Regions from separate parts of the Ovis aries genome. Here region 1 is linked to region 2. Evidence: chromatin contacts called from public Hi-C data. All regions are on one chromosome and are shown on one strand. Each heading gives the region's core, a stretch centred on a gene start, on an enhancer-like site or on the middle of the called end of the contact. The rest is flanking DNA. Distances are from core to core; before and after follow the strand shown.

Region 1 (6,020 bases), core at 954-3,453, 66 kb after region 2:
GGCCAGCTTGCTGTAAGTCAGGCTTGTAGGAAGTCAGACCACTACTTCTGGAAACAATGCAGGAAGCCAAATTAAAATGCCTGAAACTGACCCCAGATCGCTAGGACTTTATTAATAACTGACAGCTTCCCTCATTTCTGTCCCTATTTCCAACTTAGGACCAACCAGAGGAAGCCACGTATGCTCTTCCCATTGTACCGCTTGCCCTTGTATGGAGGCTGAGCCTCCAGTGCCTTCAGTAGGCCAGCAAGCAGGATACCAATGAGAGGCGGGTATGTACATTGGTTTGGCATAGTTTATTACAATTAGTATGCATAGAAAACCATGTAAACTCACAAGGTAAATGGTTTGTCCTCCATAGTAACCACAGATAGTCTGCTGCGACCTTCCAGCACCTCCATATCACAGAAACTGTCATACAACTAGTATTATACATTTTTAGGGAAAGAATTTTTTGGTCTACATTTTCTATTAAAACAAAAACATACACTTTCCTTTTTGACAAAAGAGGTTAAATTCACACGTGCCCCCCACCCACAGTGAACTTACAAAGCAAACTCAGATAAAACCACTGGACAATGAGGTACAGCTGAAGTCAGGGCCAATCTGGAATTATAGACACCTATTTAAGGGAAAATTTTTTCTTACAAAATTAGCACTTTCCAGCCATCTCGGTAGAAAAAGCCCTATGTAGATTTGGCTTCAGTCACTTTTAATAAGAACACACTTCAAATAACTTTTTTTGTGTTTTCAAATAGTACAATGCGCTGTTTCCGACGAGTCATGAAAACTGTGGGCGTCTGACCTCAGCAGTATTTTTCATCTGAGGCACAAAAGCATCTGACACAGTAATTTAGAGCGTAATTGCTGCGCCACCTTCACTGTGTCTGTTGAGCAGTTTTGGTTGCTCTAAGTCTGGGCATTTGGCTTTGCAGACAGTTTGAAAAGGCAGATTTGCATGTGAAAGCGAGTTATCTGCCAGGCCCAAGGTGAACAAGAAGCAACCTGTCAGGAAGGCCAGCTGCTCAGAGGGCCAACTCCTGCAGGCTGAGGGAAGTGAGGTCCCCTGCAGGCCACGGAGACCTGGTCCTTGGACCCCTTGACAGGCCACTGCACATGCCCACCTGAAGTGAGGTGCCTGTATTTTGTTTGTTCTTTTTAATCTACAATAGTAATTGCAAACAACCACCCTGGTGTGCTTTTCATGCTTCAAGTAATTTCATTCCTTCCAGGAGAAGAATGCTAACAATGCTTTTAGTTTTCCATATCAAAGGAAAGGAAATGAGCCATAATAACAACAAGATTAAGTTTAAACAGACCTGCTGCTAACACAGTATCAGATAAAATATATTTTAAAAGTGAACATACTATTATATGTTTTTGCAACAGCTGCATTCTCCCACTTAACCTCCCTGCAGAACGAAAATCTGCTAAAGCAAATTTAAGTTACTTTAATCTTGTTAAATACAACTCTGTACAGATTGCACATTTTTACATCGAAGCAGCTCAGTATCACAGTTAGAGAAATGAAAACGCCATCTGAAGAATGTTCATTTTTCTAGCCCACAAAACCCAACAGACGCTGGCCCTCAGGGTCAGAACAAACCAGCTGCACAATTCTGTAAACAGTGTGGAGGGGGGCTCCCCGCAGGATCCTGTTCCACTGCGCACACACGCACGCGCACACACCACACTCACACGCACACTCTCCCGAGCGCATCGGCTTCCAGGGCGGCGCGCAGTCCGGCGCTCAGTACCGCAGCAGCAGTTTGATTCACAGTGTGTGTGTTCACAGAAGAGCGGTCATGGCCGTCGGGCTGAGGGGTCTGAGGCAGTCTCTGGGGGCCAAGTAGGCAGGGCTGCTCGCGGGGCTGACCTGGGGCTTCTGATGGTCGGGAGGGGCGCAGCCCGCGGCTAAGCCGCCGCCCTTGGGCTGGTCGTAGCCCGGCTCCGCGGGCGCGGGGCTCGGCGGCCGCTGGTAGCCGGCGGCTGGGGAGAAGGCGCCAGAGGAGAGGGAGTGCTTGTGCGCCGGCCGGGGCCCCGGCACGCGGTAGCCGCTCCGCGCCGAGAAGGTGTGCGCGCGGGCCAGGTGCCGCTCCACGATGGGCGTGGCGTACTCGGGCTCGGGGTTGGTCAAGGGCAGCGCGTACTCGTGGCGGCCGGCCGGCAGGGGGCAGTCGTAGTGGCCGCCGGCCTCGGTACCCGACCCCGCCGCGTCCGCCTCGGTGTCCATCGGCCGGAAGGTGGAGCCCTTCCTGGTGACCGTCTCGGTGCCAATCATGAGAGGCTGCTGGTAATCTGAAACCCAAAGAGTAGACTTTCGGTACTCCAGCCACTCCCCGGCTGTCCGGGGAGGGGGTGCTCTGCCCTGTGCCTGACGTGTACCAGGCGGAAGAGAAAGATGTAAGCAGCACAGATACCACGCCTCGAGAGGCAGAGGTTACCTCTAACCACACCTAGGGGTATGAAAGAACATCTTCATGGAGCTCTTAAACTGGCTCTTGAAAGGCTACATTTTGGAGTTGAAGATAATACTGTCAGGAAAGGGAAAAGTGACTGAACAACGTATTAAACAACCATGAACAAAGAGTGTGGTGTAACCAGAGCATGGGAGATGTGGAGAAATTTAATAGAAAGCAAAGACCAGAGTGATAGGTTGGGAGTTAACGACAACTGGTAATGGTGATCATGGGCCTCCCAGGTGGCACTCCTGGTAAAAGACCTGCCTGCCAGTGCAGGAGACCTAAGAGACGCGGTTCGATCCCTGGGCCAGGAAGATCCCCTGCAGAAGGGAATGGCTACACACCCCAGTAATGCCTGGAGAATCCCATGGACAGAGGAGCCTGGCTACAGTCCATGGGGTGAGAAAGAGCACACAACTGAGCGACTAACAACAACGATAATCATAAAGCTCGCATTTATCGAGTCCTTTCTTGGCGCCAGGCACTATTCTATAACATTAATAAATCAATTAGTTAAATCCTCTGGAAAAAACGTATTATGAGGTAGTTTCCTCATAGTACGTTTACAGACGGGAAACTGAAGCAGAGAGAAATTTAAGTAATTTTTCCAGGATCACACAGGTAGCAGCCAGTGGGGCAAGAATACAAACACATGCTCCAGGCGCGAGTTGTTGCCTATACCCTACATCATGGTGGGTAGCGAGTGCCCTGCCAGAGAGTTCCGCTTAATTGTCTAGAAACCTATGGAGATTCTAAATAAGTGACTGGCAACTAGAGGTAACCCTGGAAGGAGACAGAAGAGGGAAAGATAAAAGTAAAAAGAAAAATGAAACCCAAAAAGTCATAAATTAGGGGACTAGCAGCAGCTTTGGAAGGACCACATATTGGGGACAGGTATCAGAAGAATACGCCCTCCTTCACAGCTCAGTGGGTAAAGAATCTGCCTGCAATGGAGGAGAGCTGGGTTCGATTCGTGGGTCAGGAAGATCCCCTGGAGAAGGAAATGGCAACCCACTCCTATATTCTCACCTGGAGAATCCCATGGACAGAGGAGCCTGACAGGCTACAGTCCATGGGGTCACAAGAGTCGGACATGACTTAGCGACTAAACCACCATCAGAAGAATTGGTCACCAACAATGTAAGTAGGGTAAGAGGAAAGAGGAGCTTTCCAGCTGTTCAGCCCTGAAAAATGGGATGCACAGATGGAAGCCACTTAGAAAAGGAGTTCCTGGAGCATATGGGTTAGTAAACGATTGTTGTGGGACTTCCCTGGTGATCCAGTGATTAAGACTCTGCATTTCCAATGCAGGGGTTCAATCCCTGGTAAGGGAAAGAAGATCCCATGTGCCATAGGGCATGGCCAAAAAGTTTTTTAAAAATTAAAAATTTTTTCAATTTCTTTTTAAAATTTCACTTACTATGTATACTGTATTTTACAAAACTGTTGGTCCATGATGGATTAGACATTTTGAAAAACCAAACAATAGATCCTTCTTCATAAATCCAGTGACTCCACAATGGCTTGTCGAAACCCTGAGGCCATCCTAACAGATTGCTTCATGTCCTTCTTCCTCTTTCTTTAGAGCAGGAGCTATGCTGAATTCATCTTTCTAGTCCCTTTCCTAGTGCCTTAATCAAAACCTTAGTAACAAAAATAGATTAAGTAAGGGCATCCAAGTTTCAGTGGTACTTCAGGACCATCGCTCTGGGTGTCATTAGAGGCCCTGCAGGTGTAAGAGTCTGAGCTAAACGGGGCTTTGGAGAGATATTTCAGTGTTAGTCTGTGACTCTTTACAGAGCACAGTGATGCACCAGATCCTGTCTAAACAAAAGGCTTCGGTCGTACCTCTCTTCCCGGCCGCCCCTCTCCCGTAAGCAGCACCTTACAGCAGCCACGGAGACTTGGTGCCTACCTGCTGTATCACTGGTGACGAGATCCAACTTTTGTGTCATCTCCTTTTCATTATCATAGCTGATGGTAAACTCAGCTGACTGATGCCTGGCAAAGGGATACTTGATCTGCTTCCAACAGTCTGGAATAAAGATAACACGGAACAAATATCTCAGGAGTATAACACACTCACTCCACAACAGGTTCCTCCTAAAGTCAGAGGTCAGGCTGCCTGTTGCCAGCTGACTGTGACACACGCACAACCACACTCTCCAGGTGTGTGGTAGAAACAGCAGCAGCACACGCCACCCAAACCACACTTTCCACCGTGCCTGTAAAATGCACTTGTTTTCCCACTCCAAATGTGTACCCATCGGCCCCCAGATTATCCCCAGTTTAGACTACCCGGGCAAGAACTTTCCTAATCTGAGCTGACAGGGCATTTGTGACCTTGAAGAGTCCACACAGCTGGCGGTTCAGAGCCTTTGAAGGTGGCACCCTAAGGTGGCCTTGAGATTCTCAGGGGTCCTGCCTGCTGCCCTCTCTCTGGACCATAGCTGATCCCGTGTCCTAAGGAGTCTCTGAAACCTGCCAGACCCAGTCCTTCCCTGGATTTCCCAGAATGAAAAACACAAGGCCTGAAGGCAGTGTGGTGACTCAAACTCCAGTTGCCAAAAAATAATTTTGACAAATGATGGGATGATGTTGAACAAAGGTAAAAGTAAACTGGCTGTGAAGATTCTAAATTAAGAGATAGGATACAATATATTCTTTCCTGTTAGATTTGCTAACTTAAAGCTATTAAATCTTACTTCTTTAACCATGTGTGTGGGTTTTCATGTCCTCAAAGACAGAATAAAACTGTAATAATTTTTTCAACCAACCTGTTTTCTGAGTCTTAGATGATCCATAAGGATTTCCTTTCTTCTTCTTCCTATTAAAACAAAAAAATCCCACTGAAAATATTTCTAAATGATAGGTACTACTCATGAAATGATACTTTCTCCCTCTCTCCAACTTGTTTTAAAAGTATAAGTTAACATTTTATCTTGGAAGAAGTGATGCTGCTTTCTACACGTGAACATATGAAGAGCATTAAACTTTTGTGATTGTTGACATAATTAGAATAAAAATGTTTTTAAATGTGAAGCCACATACTTTCTAAGGACTGCAAAGATTCCCACTCCAACAGCCAGCACGAAGAAGAACAGCACCAGTGGAATAACAATAGTTGTGATGTTTAATCCTAAAAAGGGGGAAAGCCACCACATTACAACAGAAATGAAGCACGACCAAATCCCATGATCTAAAACTGGACACTGATTTGAAAAGTCCTCACTGGTTTAACATGTGGGGAAAAAGAATGCACGCTAGACATGTAATGATACTGGAAACCAAAAAGAGAGGACTCAAAATCTCAGCTAAAATTTAGGAAAATAAAATTGATCTCCCCTCCCGCCCCCGCCCCCGCCCCACCAAGGCACTTTCCACTGTTTCTTGGGATTAACATTTACTCTGAATTTGTTGCCTGGATCATATTAGACTAAAAACCAAAATGGCTGGGGAGGTTTACAGCTGGCCTTATTCAGGCAGGTAGATGATGTAAGCCCAGTGCAGAACTCTCAGCGTGGCTCAGGTAAGCATTTCCCCAAGAGGGGGGCAGGT
Region 2 (5,618 bases), core at 2,969-5,468:
GCTCTCCTCTTTCACTTTCAAGAGGCTTTTTAACTCCTCTTCACTTTCTGCCATAAGGGAGGTGTCATCTGCATATCTGAGGTTATTGATATTTCTCCCAGCAATCTTGATTCCAGCTTGTGTTTCTTCCAGTCCAGCGTTTCTTATGATGTACTCTGCATAGAAATTAAATAAGCAGGGTGACAATATACAGCCTTGACATGCTCCTTTTCCTATTTGGAACCAGTCTGTTGTTCCATGTCCAGTTCTAACTGTTGCTTCCTGACCTGCATACAGATTTCTCAAGAGGCAGGTTAGGTGGTCTGGTATTCCCATCTCTTTCAGAATTTTCCACAGTTTATTGTGATCCACACAGTCAAAGGCTTTGGCATAGTCAATAAAGCAGAAATAGATGTTTTTCTGGAACTCTCTTGATTTTTTCATGATCCAGCAGATGTTGGTAATTTGATCTCTGGTTCCTCTGCCTTTTCTAAAACCAGCTTGAACATCAGGGAGTTCATGGTTCACATATTGCTGAAGCCTGGCTTGGAGAATTTTGAGCATTACTTTACTAGCATGTGAGATGAGTGCAATTGTGCGGTAGTTTGAGCATTCTTTGGCATTGCCTTTCTTTGGAATTGGAATGAAAACTGACCTTTTCCAGTCCTGTGGCCACTGCTGAGTTTTCCAAATTTGCTGGCATATTGAGTGCAGCACTTTCACAGCATCATCTTTCAGGATTTGAAACAGCTCCCCTGGAATTCCATCACCTCCACTAGCTTTGTTCATAGTGATGTTTTTTCTAAGGCCCACTTGACTTCACATTCCAAGATGTCTGGCTCTAGATTAGTGATCACATCATCATGATTATCTGGGTCATGAAGATCTTTTTTGTACAGTTCTTCCGTGTATTCTTGCCACCTCTTCTTAATATCATCTGCTTCTGTTAGGTCCATACCATTTCTGTCCTTTATTGAGCCCATCTTTGCATGCAATGTTCCCTTGGTATCTCTAATTTTCTTGAAGAGATCTCTAGTCTTTCCCATTCTGTTGTTTTCCTCTATTTCTTTGCATTGATCGCTGAAGAAGGCTTTCTTATCTCCTCTTGCTATTCTTTGGAATTCTGCATTCAGATGCTTATATCTTTCCTTTTCTCCTTTGCTTTTTGCCTCTCTTCTTTTCACAGCTATTTGTAAGGCCTCCCCAGACAGCCATTTTGCTTTTTTGCATTTCTTTTCCATGGGGATGGTCTTCATCCCTGTCTCCTGTACAATGTCAGGAACAATTCCAAAGACCAACACAAAGCAACACATGTAGATAGAGCACACTGACAACAGATGGCAGCACTAGAACGTCAAACCAGGCCTTTTGCATCCGTGCTAGGCTTGACTTGCAAAAGTGCAGAACCCCAGTCAAGGTGGGCAGAAGATAACATCTATGAAAAGGGTGCTCATGAGCATTTGAAATAGTCACGTAGCACCAAGGAGCAGCACATAGGGATGAGGAAGCTGCTACATAGCATCTGAAGGAGAAGGGACAATATGAGGTGACAGTGTTCTGAGTTACAACGGTATGACTTGTTGGAGTGGTTGTAAAAATTGTACACAGAAGTGGAGTTGGGTTCTTCAGTCCTGAAAATGGCGTTATTCACCAAGGATCAGAGCACTGGATGTACATAAATACTTAAAATTCATTTTGGTTGTACCCATACAGTATGAAGCTGAATTTTTTTAAAAATTAAATTTATTTTCAGGTGTAGTTTATATAAACTAAAGAAAGTGGTAAGCAATAGAATGGGCTTCCCAGGTGATGCAGTGGTAAAGAATCTGCCTGACAATGCAGGAGACACAGGTTCAATTCCTGGGTCAGGAAGATCCCCTGGAGAAGGAAATGGCAACCTACTCCATATTCTTGCCTGGGAAATCCCAGGGACAGAGGAGCCTGATGGGCTACAGTCCATGGGGTCATAAAAGAGTCAGACATGACTTAGTGACTGAACAACAACAGCAAAAAGCAATAGAAAATGAGTATTACACTTAATTTTTGCAAATAGTTCCTATATATTAATGTTTGTATATGGCTTGTAACTGGGAAGGAATTATTAAAAAAAAAAAGCTTTGGGATTGATTTGCCAACTTATTAACTTATACATGAAGAGATGGATTTCTGCATCCTTCTATACCCGATGATTAACAGCTAAGACTTTGGAGAAAAAGACATCTAGATTGAAATCTCACCTCAGTGGATTTTTAGGTATATACCAAGATTCTTAAATTCTCTGTGACTCATTTATAAAAAACTGAGAACAGCTAATTCATAGAATTTTGTGAGAGTCAAAGAAGCAAAGTAAATAACAAAATGCTTAACACATAGTATGTATTCAATAACTAAAAGCTATTATTGTGGTTTCATGTGTACGTGGCCCCTCAACCCCAACTTAACATTATTTTTATACTTTAAATTCCTGGAAATGGGATTGCTAACTGGACTATGAATAGGGAAAATGGCTGGAAACTTGGTGGCTGCAGTAATGATGTTCTTGCAAATTTTGCAGATAAAAATTAAGTTAATTTGGGAGCAGAGATTGGGGGGTGGGAAATGCAAATCTTAGTTTTATATTATTTCTGGGTAAAACCTGTGTGAATGTGCCTAGTTAAGCTCAAGGAAAGGATCTGAGTAGTTTTGCTTAGCCAAGTTTGTTGAAGCCAAAAAACCTTATTAACTGATACGTTGAACAGTCTGCCCTGACCCAGAGGGCAAACTAACACTATGATTTTTTATTCCTCACTGGCATTAGTGAGGGACCCACGGTGCAGACTTTGATGGAGATTAACTTGGAGAGTCTGTAGTTAGCCAGTGAAATATTCCCTTAGGCAATATCTTTTATGAGAGACAGTTCTCACCAGCCTACCATATCAGATTACTTTCTCCTTCCTTTTCAAGACTAGGCTGGAAGGGGATTGAGAGTGAGTAAATGGAATGGTAAAGAACAGCTGCTCAATACTCCCAATAGTCACATTAAAGTTGTAGCTATGTGCTCTGCTAATGGGAGGGTCACATCTCATTCATTTTTGTGCCCCTGATGCCTCAACAGGGCTCTGCATTCAATCTGTCTATGAATATGTAAATCTTCATAATTTTGTTTCACTGAAATGTCACGTGTAGGAACACTATCCAAGTGTTTTTTTTAATAAGAACATCTTTTTAGGTAGTTGCTTTGGAAATGTATAACCTGTGGTGTGATAATAAGGAATATCAAGTGCCAAGCCGGAGAAGGCAATGGCAAACCACTCTGGTACGCTTAACTGGAGAATCCCATGGATGGAGGAGCCTGGTAGGCTGCAGTCCATGGGGTCGCTAAGAGTAAGACACGACTGAGCGACTTCACTTTCACTTTTCACTGTCATGCATTGGAGAAGGAAATGGCAACCCACTCCAGTGTTCTTGCCTGGAGAATCCCAGGGACGGGGGAGCCTGGTGGGCTGCCATCTATGGGGTCGCACAGAGTCGGACACGACTGAAGCGACTTAGCAGCAGCAGCAGCAGCAGCAGTGCCAAGCACTGCTAAGCATTTTACCTTATTACTGAGCGAAAGAAAATTTGGAAACTGAGGCTTTGAGGTTAAAAAATACAACTAAGATGGCACAGCTAATAGGGGATAGGACTTAAAACTTGAACCCAAGGCTGTCTGACTTTTAATCACAAGAGGAAAGGACTCCTCTTAATTAAGCAACACCTGGTGAGCCGCTGTCCTTCAACTTTGCAGTTCTAGGCATTTCCATCCAGAATTTAAGGCCTGGTTTACCGAGAAGAGCAAGTGTGTCCACCCACCCCATCCGCATCACCCGTAACAGGAACTGGACTGGAAAAGGTAAAACGTGGCCACTGCGCATGCTCACACGGCCCTTTCTCACCCTTCCCACAGAATGTTACCGCGGCAACTTTGTCGGACTACTTTAGAACGGTTCCTGCCCACTATGAAGTCAAAGGGGTGGAAGCTGTTCCTCTCTGCGACGTGGACACCCTTCTCTTCTCCGGGCTTTTCCAACTTGGAAGCCCACACCATGCATCTCCCGTGGATTCAAGCTGGAGTTTGCCAGTTCTCAACATGGCCGTTGACAGGCCGGTCCCAAACGGAGGCTTTTCATAGGCCAAGGTCGCACCCTAGCTCCGCCCATTTCGTCCCTCAGGGCTGCGTCTGCCTAGGTCTTTTCTACGCAGGCGCGGCGGGGGCGGGCCGCGAGGTGGGACGGCCCGCGTCTTCCGTGTGCCACCGCCGCCGCCTCTGCTCTGCTGCTCTTGCCCCTCCGGGGCTTCGTTGCCGGCGTTAGCCACGCGAGGGGAAGAGAGGGGACGGACGGAGCGTGCGTGCGCGGGGCTTCCCGCAGTCCCAGCAGTTCCTCTCGCGGGGTGGACGACGGGGTCAGCAGCAGTCGGGGGAGGCCCTAGACGGCGCCATGTCGGCGGGCGGTCCATGCCCGGCAGGGGCCGGAGGGGGCTCAGGGGGAGCCTCTTGCGCCGTGGGGGTCTCCCCTGGCGGAGTATCTATGTTCCGGTGGCTGGAGGTGCTGGAGAAGGAGTTCGACAAGGCCTTCGTGGATGTGGATCTGCTCCTGGGCGAGATTGATCCGGACCAGGCGGACATCACTTATGAGGGGAGACAGAAGATGACCAGCCTGAGCTCCTGCTTTGCGCAGCTTTGCCACAAAGCCCAGACTGTATCCCAAATCAACCACAAGCTAGAGGTGAGCCTTGAGCCCTGGAGGGGGTGGCATTCAGCTCCAGCCATCAGACTTCATTTAACGCACCGGTGAAAAACTGCCAGCTCGGGTACCTGGGCTTCCTATGTGGCGGGAGTGCGTGTATGTGAAGGAAAAGAGTGAGGTGAGGTGAGAGCAGGAAGAGCTGTGTAGGTTGACATGTAGGTCTCCTGGGGTCCTGAAAGCCACCTGCCTGGTATCTCTATGAGGAGGAAACAGGAACTAATTAGACCTGTCTACTTGTGCCTTTTCGTTAAGAAGCCTAAGACTTCACAGAAGCTCAAAGATGCTCCGTCATAAGAATATTTTAGCTCACCTTTTAACATTTGAGTTTTTTAGATCTAGTTTCACATTGCAGGTTTGTATATGGCCAATCCTGATTATTTTGGACTATTTCAGGTCAATTTTCATTGTTGCACACAGCGCTATTCCTTGCCTGCATGAACTATTTAGGGGAATTTGATCAAAGCTTTTAGGAAAATGGGATAAACAAGATAGGATCAATGTCTGTCTCAGTTTACAGTTAGTCCTTAAATTACAGTCACATACCTCCAGAGCTCCCTACGGTTATTCAGATGACTTCTAATATTGAGGTGTGTCTGTACTTTACTACATTTCCCCAAATCTGGATTTGTTTTTGAAAGTGTGTGAAGAGCGATCATTTGCTTAAGTCTCTCATCTTGGTTGTGGGTGTGAGTGCAGTAGTAGTAGTTCCCAAAAAACCTACCATGTTTTGCAGAAAATTAAATTAGCATATTTTTACAATATTTAGAAATCATGATAGATTAACATTATTATATAAAGAGCATTTTAAATTATATAATGTAAATAAGAGAATGGGTCTTCATTTTAAAGTGGATAAAAATAGGATAATAAACG

Evidence for each region. A called contact is a pair of places that touch in the nucleus more often than the background predicts.
Region 1: a Hi-C map of hypothalamus shows a contact between it and region 2, with 2.3 times the contacts expected there. The contact joins the enhancer-like site here to the promoter of GOPC in region 2. A contact is called at or near these places in 3 of 16 Hi-C or Micro-C datasets (hypothalamus, liver and tail adipose tissue).

Annotation. Positions count from the first base shown.
Region 1 is chr8:20,478,413-20,484,432 of ARS-UI_Ramb_v3.0, forward strand. It overlaps DCBLD1 (discoidin, CUB and LCCL domain containing 1), which reads right to left. Exons shown (of 15, transcript XM_015097330.4): 12 at 5,514-5,601; 13 at 5,240-5,289; 14 at 4,378-4,497; 15 at 278-2,298. The coding sequence ends at 1,790. It overlaps LOC132660231 (a long non-coding RNA gene), which reads left to right. Exons shown (of 2, transcript XR_009601605.1): 2 at 1-6,020. Among named protein-coding and RNA genes, the nearest start is that of GOPC, 66 kb to the left of the region's middle. Within about 2 kb of position 2,204, at least 30 of the 54 cell types and tissues checked have an H3K27ac peak or open chromatin away from gene starts, as enhancers often do. A contact at or near this core is called in hypothalamus and liver, where this site is marked.
Region 2 is chr8:20,410,761-20,416,378 of ARS-UI_Ramb_v3.0, forward strand. GOPC (golgi associated PDZ and coiled-coil motif containing) reads left to right here and starts at 4,219. Exons shown (of 9, transcript XM_004011171.6): 1 at 4,219-4,724. The coding sequence starts at 4,437. It overlaps LOC101102818 (nephrocan-like), which reads right to left and starts at 4,074. Exons shown (of 3, transcript XM_004011169.6): 1 at 1-4,074.